4 separate regions of the Sus scrofa genome follow, and all the other regions are linked to region 1. A link is a contact called in public Hi-C and HiChIP or PLAC-seq data. All regions are on one chromosome and are shown on one strand. The core of a region is the stretch at or near the end of the contact, and the rest is flanking DNA. Distances in the headings are between cores, read along the strand shown. Region 1 holds the start of CLK4 (dual specificity protein kinase CLK4). Region 2 holds the start of TMED9 (transmembrane emp24 domain-containing protein 9). Region 3 holds the start of HNRNPH1 (heterogeneous nuclear ribonucleoprotein H). Region 4 holds the start of LOC106507311.

Region 1 (2,700 bases), core at 104-2,603:
TTAACAAGGTTAAAAAGTACAAGGTACAGACCCATATAATTGGGAGGTTCAACTCTGCCCTCCTATATTTGATTTCTGATTTTTTTTATTGACTGTTTTTCAGAACGTGAAATCCCCTTGACACTTTTCAGTACTAGCAGAAAAGTTCCTGACTCCTTCCTAGCATTTGGCACTGTAAGCTTTCCCTCCTTTAGGCTTGCTCTGACACCATACTCTTGGCTCTCCTCTCCTTCTGGTCATTCCTGCTCAGGCTCTCTGTCCCTTGAAATGATTTTGGCTTTCTCTCTTCTCTCTCTACAGGCTCACAACGGCAAACTAGGGATTCTTAGAAACTGCAAAACACCTTGAGGTAAGCAAGCTCCTTAATGGGGCTTACTAGCTCTCAGACATTATTCTGCCTTGGTTAAATAAAACTGACCCATAGGGACAAATAATGTGGTAACCTTTGTTAGGGAAACTTCCAGCTACCAAATCCTGCCCAGGCACAACAGGAAAAACCTTGAAAGGAGTCCCAGTTTAAATTTCTTTTGATATTGTTGTGCACAGGCCTTAAAAAGATAAGCACCCCTGAGCTTATTTCCCGAGACATTCTCTTCGAGCCCATTTTTAGACAGAAGTTCCAAGCGACTGAATTACACAATCTCGTTCACTGAACTGCCCCCAGCGCCAACCTGGGCCTGGCACAGAGCGGGTCTGGGGGCTTATCTCTCTTGTGGTGACTGTGTCTAGAGTTCAGGTCCTTGGGTAGGCGGAGGGCAGGCAGCCAAAGTGCCAAAGGCTGAAGAGCAGAAAAAGGAGCCATTGTTGGCTTTGCCTAGAGGTGCTGCCTTCAAAATAACTCGTCCTGGAGTTCCCCTCGTGGCTCAGTCGTTAACGAATCCAACTAGGAACCATGAGGTTGCGGGTTCGGTCCCTGCCCTTGCTCAATGGGTTAACGATCCGGCGTTGCCCTGAGATGTGGTGTAGGTTGCAGACGCGGCTTGGATCCTGCGTGGCTGTGGCTCTGGCGTAGGCTGGTGACCACAGCTCCGATTAGATCCCTAGCCTGGGAACCTCCACATGCCGCGGGAACGGCCCAAGAAAATGGCAAAAAGACAAAAAAAAAACCCCAAAAACTTCTCCTGAAGGAACAGACACGCCACAGCTGAGGCCAGTGCGCCGGCACTCGCTCCAATTTTCACCTAGACTCCAAAAACGAAAACAACCTAGGGCGTCGCCTGAGCTCCGGCGGGTTTCGGGGCGGGGACCTCCTGCCCCGCGCAGACGCGTTGCGGCGGACCGGGCCCGCCACTGACGTCACAGGAGCCCCGCCCTTTAGGGGGAGCGGCGGGAGCGCGCGAGCTCTGTCACGCAGGCGCGTTCGCGGGTTGTAGGTGGTGCTAGAGGCTGCCGGGGGGTTGTAGGGAGACGGCGCTGCCGCCATTTTGTGGGGTGTTTGTCGCAGCGCCTGTAGAGAGAAGACGGCGGTTTGGCGGCCTTTCGCGGCCAAAAGGCCTTTTGCTTTTGCGGAGGTAACGTTTCAGGTGGGGTGTACTGGGATGGGCGGCCTCCCAGTCTTATAGGAGTCAAAGCCAGGTGTCGGAAAAACGACCGGGTTCAAGGCCTCGGCGACCGGAGTTCTTTCGCGGCACAACTCTGCTCGTGGCTTTTAAAACCTGAAGTTGCCCAGATGTCATGGTAAATTTAAAGTCCTAGGGCGGAAAGACCTCGGCTCTGCTGCTTATTCTTCACTGGGAGCTCAGGCTGCTCGCATCAAGGCTGCGGAGGCCTTTGCTCCTCCCGTCGGCCACAGCGAGGACCTGTCGGGAGGCCCTTCGAGAGCCGCGGGGGGTTGTGTTGTGGTAGACCCAGCGCTCCCCTCTGTGCCTGGTCTCGGTCGCCGGTAGCATTTGGGTGTTTTCCGGAGTCGCATATCTGTCCCTGTCTGTGAGTGAGCCAAAGGCCCTGGGCGGGTAGGCGGGGGTCGGCGACCGGGCGTCCGAGGAACTGCAAGTCTGCAAGTCCAGGATGGTGGAAATGAGCACGGGAGAGGCAGAAATACTGAGAGGCTCATCCTTTGTGCGGAACTGTATTTTTCCTAAGGTGGAGCTTACCCTTGTGCGGCAGATCTGTATTTCTGATACTTGTATAGCTTGCTGTCCTTGATCCTTAAGCAACCGCTATATGCTTGTCTGAGCCTTAAGAAACAGCATTCAAAACTGCCTGGGTCAACCACCTGGTCCTATTTTATAGCTATGTTTGTGTGATTGTGTTCCATACATACAGCCACAGGCTTCGGCTTCTTGTTATTTATTAAATGCAGTCCTCTTGGATCCATCTAATTGTGATATTTCTAGCCACATTAAATATAGAGAGAGTGCATAAAATTGTCCGCATAAGATATGTCAATCAGAATGCTCACTTAAATCAATAATATAGAGTGTTAAAGGGCAGTAGAGAATCAGATTCCTAAGATGGATATAAACCCGTAGATTTATTCTATCTGCTGTTTTTATTGAAGTATGTCTGGTGATTATAACATGTAGGATTCTTTATTAATTAGAGATGGTGTAACAATTCTAGATTTTCTTTTTTGTGTATGCGAAAGAACCTTGTCTGTGTAACCAGGGTTTGGGATTTTTCTCTTGGTCTCCTGAGGTAATATTTCTGAGCATTATTAGTTGGGGGAGGGGGGCAGAGGACGCACAGGGGACTTCCTAA
Region 2 (2,700 bases), core at 92-2,591, 640 kb after region 1:
GGTCCACTTACCAGCATGCCTCCAGCAAAAAGGGAGAACTTTGTGGAATTGGAGTGAAGACAGATCTGGTGCTCACCAGGCGTATGGGAGGTGAAGGTGAACCTGCCTTCAGAACCATACTGCCGGGCCAGAATGACCTGGAGAGAAGGGGCTTCAGTGAGTATTACGGTAAGGATGAGGCTGAACAGTGCTTAAGTGCCTCAAAAGTTGACAGCTAGAGCCTCAGGCATCCCACAATACTGAAAGGTCCAAAGCTGCTTAGCAGCAGTTGCCAAAAACTTGTCTTCAAACTATTTGGAGCAGGGGTGAGGAATCTGACATTAAGTTGGCATGTGATCACTCTTGGAAAGGGCTTTCCCTTATTCATAGCTCATACTCTTTCAACTCTTTTGGTGTGACTTTTTTAAGTGAAAAGTGACATCTGAACTTTTTTTTTTAATCCTTATTTGTCAAATTAATAGCTGCTCATTCTTTTTGGAACGCTGTGTGAAACTTTTTGGATTTCTGTGAAATCCAAAAGTTTATATGCCCTAGCTTTAGAGTTGACAAAACTCTTTCCAGAACCACAATTAATCCACCCAACACATCTATAAAGTACACGGATTTCCATTTCACAGACCAGAATGGCTCGGGGAAGATAACTAACTTGGCGGAGTCATACATGGGTCACTAAGTAGTTGAGAGAAGTAGCTAGCACTACAGCAGCCCAAGCTTGCTCTCAAGTGAAAACCCAGGATCTTCCCGCAACACCAACTGTTTTTACCAGTTTAGCAGATCCGGAAACCAAGAGAGGAAGTACCAGCGCCTGCGCTCAAGTGCAGGGTGGAGGGCTCGGCGGGGCTAAGGGGCCAGCTCACCTTGTCTTCTGGGTCCTTCACCTCCACGAACATGCCAAGCCCGGGGGTGGCCGGCTGGTACTCCTCCCGCTGCTTGTCATACAGCTGAGTCCGGTAGTTTCCTGGAAGAAAGCAGGCCAAGACCAGTCAGAGGAGCGCTAGGTGCTGTCGGGACCGCTCCCACCAGGGCACGACGATGCCGGGAGCTCCCGGCACTGAGGTGACTTTCCCACACAACCCGCCCCAAGACCGCGGTCTTGTTGAAAACTCTCTCCCTTCCCCCGCACCTATAACCATGGTCTCGTCCGGAATCTCCTCAATAAAGCACTTCTTTTCCGTCTCCCCAATGTGGAAGTAGAGTGCACCTCCTCGGGCCGCAAAGCACAGCAGCAGCAGGAGGGCCCGGACGACCCTACCCAGCCGGGCTCCGGGACAGGGCCCGACAACCCACACGCACTGCTCCGCAGCCATCTTGCCCCACCTGCCCGCGCAGTCGCAGCGGGCCGCGCCACGTAGCCCTGCCGCCGCTGCCGCCGCGGGGCCTGCCGGAACAGCGAGTTCCGAAGGGTGGACTACAAGTCCCGAGATGCCCCGAGGCCACGGCGCGGCAGAGCATGATTGGGGCGCAGCTTTTACAAAGGAGTAAGCTGGGGCTGCAGAATTGAAATTTTTTTTCTGCTGACCCTTGTCGCAGCCCGGCTACTGGTGATGATGATTATTATTATTATTTTTTTAACCGATGATGAAACTAACGAAGTTTGAGTCAACGGAGCGAATTAGGAGCAGGGAGGAATATACACAAAAGGAAACAATACAAACATTTCCCTCCAGGAAGTAATGCAAAAGACAGTAAATTCAGGAAACGAGGGACAAAAAATTATAAGGGAAATAGAAAAAAAATAGCAAAATGACAGAAGTCCTTTTGTGTAAGTAATTATTTTAAATGTAATTTATTAAGTATAAATAGGAATTCCTGTTGTGGCTCAGTGGATCTCTGTGAGGATGTGGGTTCAATCCCTGGCCTCATCCAGTGGATTAAATATCCAGCGTTGCTGCAAGCTGCAGCATAGGTCATAGATGCGGCTCAGATCAGGTGCTGCTGACTGTGGTGTAGGCCTGGAGCTGCAGCCCGGATTTGACCTCTAACCCAGGAACTTCCATAAGCCACATATTAAACTGTTTAAAAAAAAAAAAAAAAAGGATTTCCTACTGTGGCTCATCAGTAACAAACCCGGCTAGTATCCGTGAGGATGATCCCTGGCCTTGCTCAGTGGGTTAAGTATCCTGCGTTGCCATGAGCCCCAGTGTAGGTCACAGACATGGCTCAGATCTGACATTTCTGTGGCTATGGAGTAGGCTGGCAACTGCAGCTCGGATTCAACTCTTAGCATGGGAACTTACATATGCTGCAGGTACGCCCCCACCCCCCTCAAAAAAAATTAAAGTAAAATAAAATTGACAGAATTGAAGAGAAAAATAAACTTCTACAACAAGGGATAAAAAAATAGACAAAAAAAAAAAGTAAGGAAAAAAAAGTAAGGAAACAGATGGCTTGAACAACCCAATAAGCCAACCAGATCTAACAGACATATTTAAAACATTCTAACAACAACAGAATACACATTCTTCCCAAGTGCAGAATGCCTTTAACCTTACTATATGCCTAATATTTTAGATTAAACCTTACTATAAAATAAAATATTAGGCATATAGTAAGATTAAAGCTACTAGATTTTAAAAGATAGCATACAAAATATCTCCTCTGATAACAACAGAATGAAGCTAAAAATCAATAGAAGGAAAACTGGAAAATTCACAAATTTGTGGGAATCAGCATTTTTTTGTGAGTGTTTAGAGCTACTAC
Region 3 (2,884 bases), core at 238-2,737, 770 kb before region 1:
CAAACTTTCTAAGCTTAAAGACAAAGTATCCATAGCTTTGACTTCATCAAAATGAAAACCTTCTGGGGAGTTCCCTCGTGGCTCTGTGGGTTAAGGATCCAGCACTGTCACTGCTGTGGTTCTGGTTACAGCTGTGGCATGGGTTTGATTCCTGGCCTGGAATCTTCCACATGCCTTGGGCATGACCAAAAAATAAAAATATTGGCAGAGGATAAAAGAAAGGGAATTTTCAGTGTCAGCAAAGCAAAAGGATATGGAACCCTCACCTGCCCCTGAGAGGGGTTGTCAAACCTTTAATTTAGGGTAGGCCCTAAAAATATTTAGGTCCTTCCTAGTTTACTTCTAGAAATCTATCCAAGGAAATGATCTTATCTTTCTGTGATGATTACACATCACATTTACTTACTGTGAAAAAAAATCCCAGAAAACTTTAGGGAAAATAAACATCTTAGACATGTAGCCAGGTTGTTGAAAGGTAAAGACATGATTTGAGGGGGTCAGGCTTTTTCCTTCACCTAACCAGAAACTAGTGTTCTTAGGTCATTTAATAAGACCAAAGCTCTCAAATGATGTAACCTGTTAGGAAACCTTAAGACAGTCTTGTGATGTTTTGGAGAGACAGTGGCCAAGAGCAAAAACTGTTCTCCTTGCCTTTTTTTTTTTTTTTAAGGGCTGTACCTGCGGCATATGGAGGTTCCCAGGGGTTGAATCTGAGCTGCAGCCACCATCCTATGCCAGGTCCCAGTCGGGTCTTCAACCTACACCCCAGCTCACAGCAATGCCAGATCCTTAACCCACTGAGCGAGGCCAGGGATTGAACCTTCGTTTGCATGGATACTAGTCGAATTTTTTTCCGCTGAGCCAGGATGGGAACTCCTCTCCTTGCTTTTGAATCACTCAGAAATAGACCTTTGATCTAGACAATTTGGGAATCCCATCTTAGTGACTTTAGCCAAAATGCCCTCTATTTCCTCTAGCTCCGTGTGCAATTGAGGGCAGGCAGTTGCATTCACCGTGCTTGTTCCATCTGTGTCCCCTTTACACCCAGCAGCAGAGTTTTTCTTTTCGAACAGCTCTTCTTGCGCCCTGCTGAAGACCTGCCAGAACCTTTTCTTGTGCTTGTAATTATCACTTTTGCCAAGGCCTAAATGGCCTGGCAGGATTGGCCCCTGCCTACTTCTGGGACCTTGGATCATCTTCTCCCTCTATTCCACTGATGTCCTCTCCAGTTTTCTCAAACCTATTAAAACTGGATACGGCCTCCAGACCATCGCAGGGGCGAAAACATGCTTTCTTGCATCTCTGAGTAGTGGCACTCAGAGAGGTCTTTGCTGTGGTACTCCGTGTTTATTGCTTGTGTCCACCAGGCTGGAGGTGGGGAGGATAGGCAGGATCAGACAAAGGGAGCACTGAGAGCCTATGAGCAAGGTCCCAATTCCTGCAGTGCTACTGGAAATCACGAGCATCACCAGCCTCCAGTTCTGTGCGCACACGAGATGACCCTGGAGTCTCGCCAGGGCGAGTGTCTCCATCTAGGGATGGACAAAACGGTTCCTACTTAGCCTTGGGAAAATCAAGCGGGAACCCGCTCCAGAAAGCGGAGCAACGCGCACTGGCTGCTCAACCTGTACTCACGACGCGCAGCGGGACTCGGCGTACGGCGCCCGCCTCTCGTGCTAATGCCCGCGCCCGCCTCTCGTGCTAATGCCCGGGGCGTTCAGGGCCCGCAGGTCTTGGGGCGGGGCAGCTGGGGGTCACAAAGCGCGAGTTCGTTAGGGCAAAAGCGGAGTACGAGACTGAGGCACGGGCACAGGGACTCTGCATGGGGCCCCAGGCCCAACGACGACAGGTAAGGAACAGTGGCGGCAGGAAGGCCCAGGACTCGCTCCCGGCGCCGCCGGGATATCTTCGGGCGCGGGAAGCACGCAGTCCCGCAGCGCTGTTTGCCACGGGCTGGCTCTAGGAAGAAAAGGTGTATAGGCTGCACAAGGGCGGGGAGCGCCTGTAACTTCAGGTCGTCCAGGACTGTAGATAATGGGCTAAGCGGCACCTCATCACAACCCAGAGGCTAGTACACAGTACAGTTCCTATAAAGGACCTGACAGCCGCCATTCCCCTCCCCCCTTCTGGCGGGTAAGATCAGAGAACGGTTTGAAGGAAGACGCATGCGCGTGAAACTAAATTAAACCGCTAAAGCTCGCAATAATCGCGGGAAGGCGCAGGCGCATAAAAGCCCCGCGGGTTTAAGGAGGTGGGAGGGGCTGAGCCTAAAACGCCAGCGTTTAATAACTTGCTGCCTGGAGATGGGCTGGAACGTAAAATTACGCATGCGCCCAAGCTCTGTGTGACGCAACGGGGCGGTGCGGCCACCTGACTGCGCGTGCGCAGAGATTGTTCTAAGCGCCTTATTTAGGTTGCGCAGGCGCCCGCTGGCCATTTCTTCTCAGCCACGCCGAAGTTGTTCGTGTAGGTGAGTGTTTGTTGCTCCGTGTTTACCGCGAAGCGGACTCCAAGGATGCCATTTTTACGAGGATTGTTTACCCCCAGGAGTCTGTGGAACCTGGGAGGCTTTAGCAAGGTGCGGCCTGCCGTTGGGAGCGAGGAATGGTTCGCCGAGTCTTGGCAGGGCCGCTGAGGCCTGCAGGCCGCGCTGACTCTATTGTGTGAGATGTCGGAGGAGGCGGAGCGGAAGCGGTCGCCGCCATTTCCTTGCTTCCACGCTGGCGTTAGGCCGGGTTCCCCTTTGGCTTGGGGCACCGGTACCTGGTGCACAGAGCGGCTTCGGGGGCCCGACCGCTGGCCAAGGGGGTGTTTGGCGTTGGAGTATGTGGGGTCGGGAAGTCCGCACGGCCTCGGCCTTTATTAAGGCGCCGCGGCGGGGCGG
Region 4 (2,816 bases), core at 210-2,709, 530 kb after region 1:
TTAGCCAGCAGCACTGAGCCCCAGACACCAGGCGCATCTCCTTTGGACCAACCCTTGGTGGAGTCGGGAGAATGAGGCTGGGGGACCGCCCTGGCCATGAAGTAGAAAAAGAGAGGACATGCAGGTAGGCACCACAGTGTCCCTTAGTGGGTGCCTTGGTGGGTCTGCTGACCTGGGCCTACCACACACTCACAATACACACAAGAGGGAATATTGTCATTCCCCTACTTCAGAAGAGAACATTGAGGCCCAGGAGGTAAAATAATGTGCCTAAGGTCATGTTCAGCTGCACAGGAGAAAGTGAAAAGGCTCCCCAGCTTAGACACCTTCCCTGACCACACTGTGCATCCTCTGCAGTGGAACATCCCAGAGCACTCGGCAGGAAGCTCCCAGTCCGGCCATGGCTGCCTTTAGCCCCATGGCCTGCCTTTAGCCCCGCCTGCCTGAGCCCTGGCCCCAAGGGAGGGTCCCACCACCTGCTGGGGGATCAGATTTGCTGAGGGGTGTGTCTGCAGCTGCCCCTATGGAATGGGACAGGAATGTACTAGCTCCAAAAGAGGGGGCAATGGGTGAAGGGGCCCAGGGAGGGGACTGACATTCCTTAGCCCCACTGGGACACTTGAAGAGGCAGAGTCCAGCGTCTAAACCCTGGAGGAATGATTCTCAGTATCACTATATAGTCACTGACGTTTTTATCAGCTATACCATTGAATCATTTCATCTCCACAACAGCCTCATGAGGTAGGCAGGACAGAAGTTATCCTCACTCCACCTTACAGATAGGGAAACTGAGGCCCAGAAAGAAGAAGTGAGTTGTCTAAGATCCCATATGACCCGCCATTCCAACTCCCCAGGCAAGACCCTCTCTTGTGTCCCAGGTTGCCCCAGCCAGGGATCACCAGCTGCCCTTCACGGGCACACACTGCTGTGTGTTACATCTGCTCAGTTCCCCACACCTGCTTTTCCCAATCACCTGCACTCTTGGGGATTGGGATCCCAGTCCCTTCTGCTTAGAATCCCCCCTGCCTGCCCCTGGGTCAGGAATAGTGGAAGCCCCGCCATGGGGACTCTGAGCCCTGGAAGCTGCTAGCTCTAGAGGCGCTGGCGGTAGCTGGCTGCATTCATTCAGTCTGGCACATACACACCTACACAGAGCCAGCCGGCAGGCAGAGGAGCCCTGCCCAGGAGGGCTTTGGGAGGAGGCTGATCACCAGGCCCAGGATGGCCTCTTGCCTCTTCTCCCTGCCTAGGCTGGACAGAGCGAGAGAACCTAGGCGGTGGGACAGGCTGAGCCCCTGTGGCAAGGGAAGAGAGCCCCAAACTGCCTGGGGTGGGCGAGGGCAGTTGCCCAGCGGGAGATCACAGGTCCCAGTCCTTTCTCCAGCTGCAGTCAGGGCCCAGATTTCCGCCTGGCCTCAGGTGAGCTCTCACTTTGGCCAAAGGTTGTGGCCAGACTGGGATGGTGCTCCAGACCTGGGAGTGTCCCCTATCCGCGGGACCCCTGGCAGCAGGCTGGCAGCTGCCACCAGTAAGGGGCAGAGGTTGGAGGAAAGGGGTATCTCGAGGGAGCAGAAGAGGGCAGGAGAGGAGTCTGGTGGGAAAGGTGGAGGGGCAGTCGAGGTTGTCATCTCCATGGACTTTCCCTGGGAAAGGCTGTGGCCGAGACAAGGCTCCCCAGAACTACGGGAGATCCTCAAGCTACCCGGAGGCGGGAGGGGACATCTCTTCCAGGCCCTTCTCTAGGGCCTGACCTGAGCGGATGGGCTGGGGGAATGGAAGACGAGGTCATACTCCCGCGCCAAGGGCGCCTGCCCTATAACCATTAGCAGCGCGGGGATCCCAGGCGCTGCTCCCAGGAAAGAGCATTTGCATGGGTTACTGAGAGCAGCGTGACCTGCCGCCTGCCCTTCCAGCGGGGCGTTCCTGATCGCGGATGATCCCTGATCCCACATAGTCCCTGATCCCGCACCTCGGTGCTTCGGTGTCAGGAAGCAGGGGTACCTGGGCGCACACCACACCTTGCCACCCCCGCCCACTTCTCAGATGTAACCACGGCTGGCGAAGGGCTGCAGCTTGGCCAAGGTCGCTGGGAGAGCTAGACCTCCGCGGCCGGTCCCACCCCGCGAGTCCGGCCGGTCCCACCCCGCGAGTCCAGCCCCCAGCCCTGGCCCTAGCCCCCGTCGCTCCCCACTCACCATGCTGGCGCCGCTCCGCACCCCTCGCGCGCTGCAGCTCCCTGGCGCGGATTTGAACCTTCCCTCCAGGGCACCGGCTCCAGCCGAGACTGCGAGCCGGGCCGGAGCGGCCGGGCAGCAGGCGCCAGGAAAACGCGGGCGGGCGCCGGAGCCGGATTGGCGAGGGAGGGACGCGATCGGCAGTGCTCGCTCGCCTGCCCCAGAGGCGGAGGGAAAACCCGGCCTGACTCACCCGCGCGCTGCCGGCCCGGGGACCGGCCCGGGCCCCCGGATGTGGGAGGCGGGGACGGGGGACCACCCCCGCCCACCGCGTGCCAACCTGAGCCCCGCCCGGGTTCGTGGCTCCAGCCTAGCCCTGCCCGCAGAAGCGCCGCGCAGCGGTGGCACCGGAGCCCCCAGAGGGTTGCGCTCTGCGCGGAGACCGTCCCTGGCGCGCGGGCTCGGGCACTGGCCGAGTCGAAGCCCGGAGTGCGGCCGACACCCCCAGAGGGCGCCCAGCCCACCCTCCTCCGCCTCCTAGTCCTCCTGGCCTCACCCGGCCCTCTCGGTTTCCAGAACCCAACAGCTTCCGAAGAGGCGTGTTCAATCCATCATCTCCCTGATCCTCACCGCCTCCTCTTA

Evidence for each region. A called contact is a pair of places that touch in the nucleus more often than the background predicts. HiChIP or PLAC-seq counts read pairs in DNA pulled down with a chosen protein or histone mark.
Region 2: an H3K27ac HiChIP or PLAC-seq map of skeletal muscle shows a contact between it and region 1, with 5 times the contacts expected there. The contact joins the promoter of TMED9 here to the promoter of CLK4 in region 1. A contact is called at or near these places in 1 of 5 promoter capture datasets (liver) and 2 of 2 datasets of contacts at active chromatin or transcription factors (alveolar macrophages and skeletal muscle).
Region 3: a Hi-C map of liver shows a contact between it and region 1, with 1.7 times the contacts expected there. The contact joins the promoter of HNRNPH1 here to the promoter of CLK4 in region 1. A contact is called at or near these places in 1 of 5 promoter capture datasets (liver) and 1 of 47 Hi-C or Micro-C datasets (liver).
Region 4: a contact with region 1 is called in an H3K27ac HiChIP or PLAC-seq map of skeletal muscle, with 5 times the contacts expected there. The contact joins the promoter of LOC106507311 here to the promoter of CLK4 in region 1. A contact is called at or near these places in 2 of 5 promoter capture datasets (fetal skeletal muscle and liver) and 1 of 2 datasets of contacts at active chromatin or transcription factors (skeletal muscle).

Annotation. Positions count from the first base shown.
Region 1 is chr2:79,728,107-79,730,806 of Sscrofa11.1, forward strand. It overlaps CLK4 (dual specificity protein kinase CLK4), which reads left to right and starts at 1,354. Exons shown (of 13, transcript XM_021084353.1): 1 at 1,354-1,511. It also overlaps the pseudogene LOC106507310.
Region 2 is chr2:80,367,093-80,369,792 of Sscrofa11.1, forward strand. It overlaps TMED9 (transmembrane emp24 domain-containing protein 9), which reads right to left and starts at 1,342. Exons shown (of 5, transcript XM_003123674.4): 1 at 1,124-1,342; 2 at 858-958; 3 at 12-137. The coding sequence starts at 1,307.
Region 3 is chr2:78,959,969-78,962,852 of Sscrofa11.1, forward strand. It overlaps HNRNPH1 (heterogeneous nuclear ribonucleoprotein H), which reads left to right and starts at 1,488. Exons shown (of 14, transcript XM_021084330.1): 1 at 1,488-1,849.
Region 4 is chr2:80,261,253-80,264,068 of Sscrofa11.1, forward strand. LOC106507311 reads left to right here and starts at 1,460. Exons shown (of 3, transcript XM_021085150.1): 1 at 1,460-1,528; 2 at 2,175-2,816. The coding sequence starts at 1,460. It overlaps N4BP3 (NEDD4-binding protein 3), which reads right to left and starts at 2,653. Exons shown (of 5, transcript XM_003123673.4): 1 at 2,196-2,653.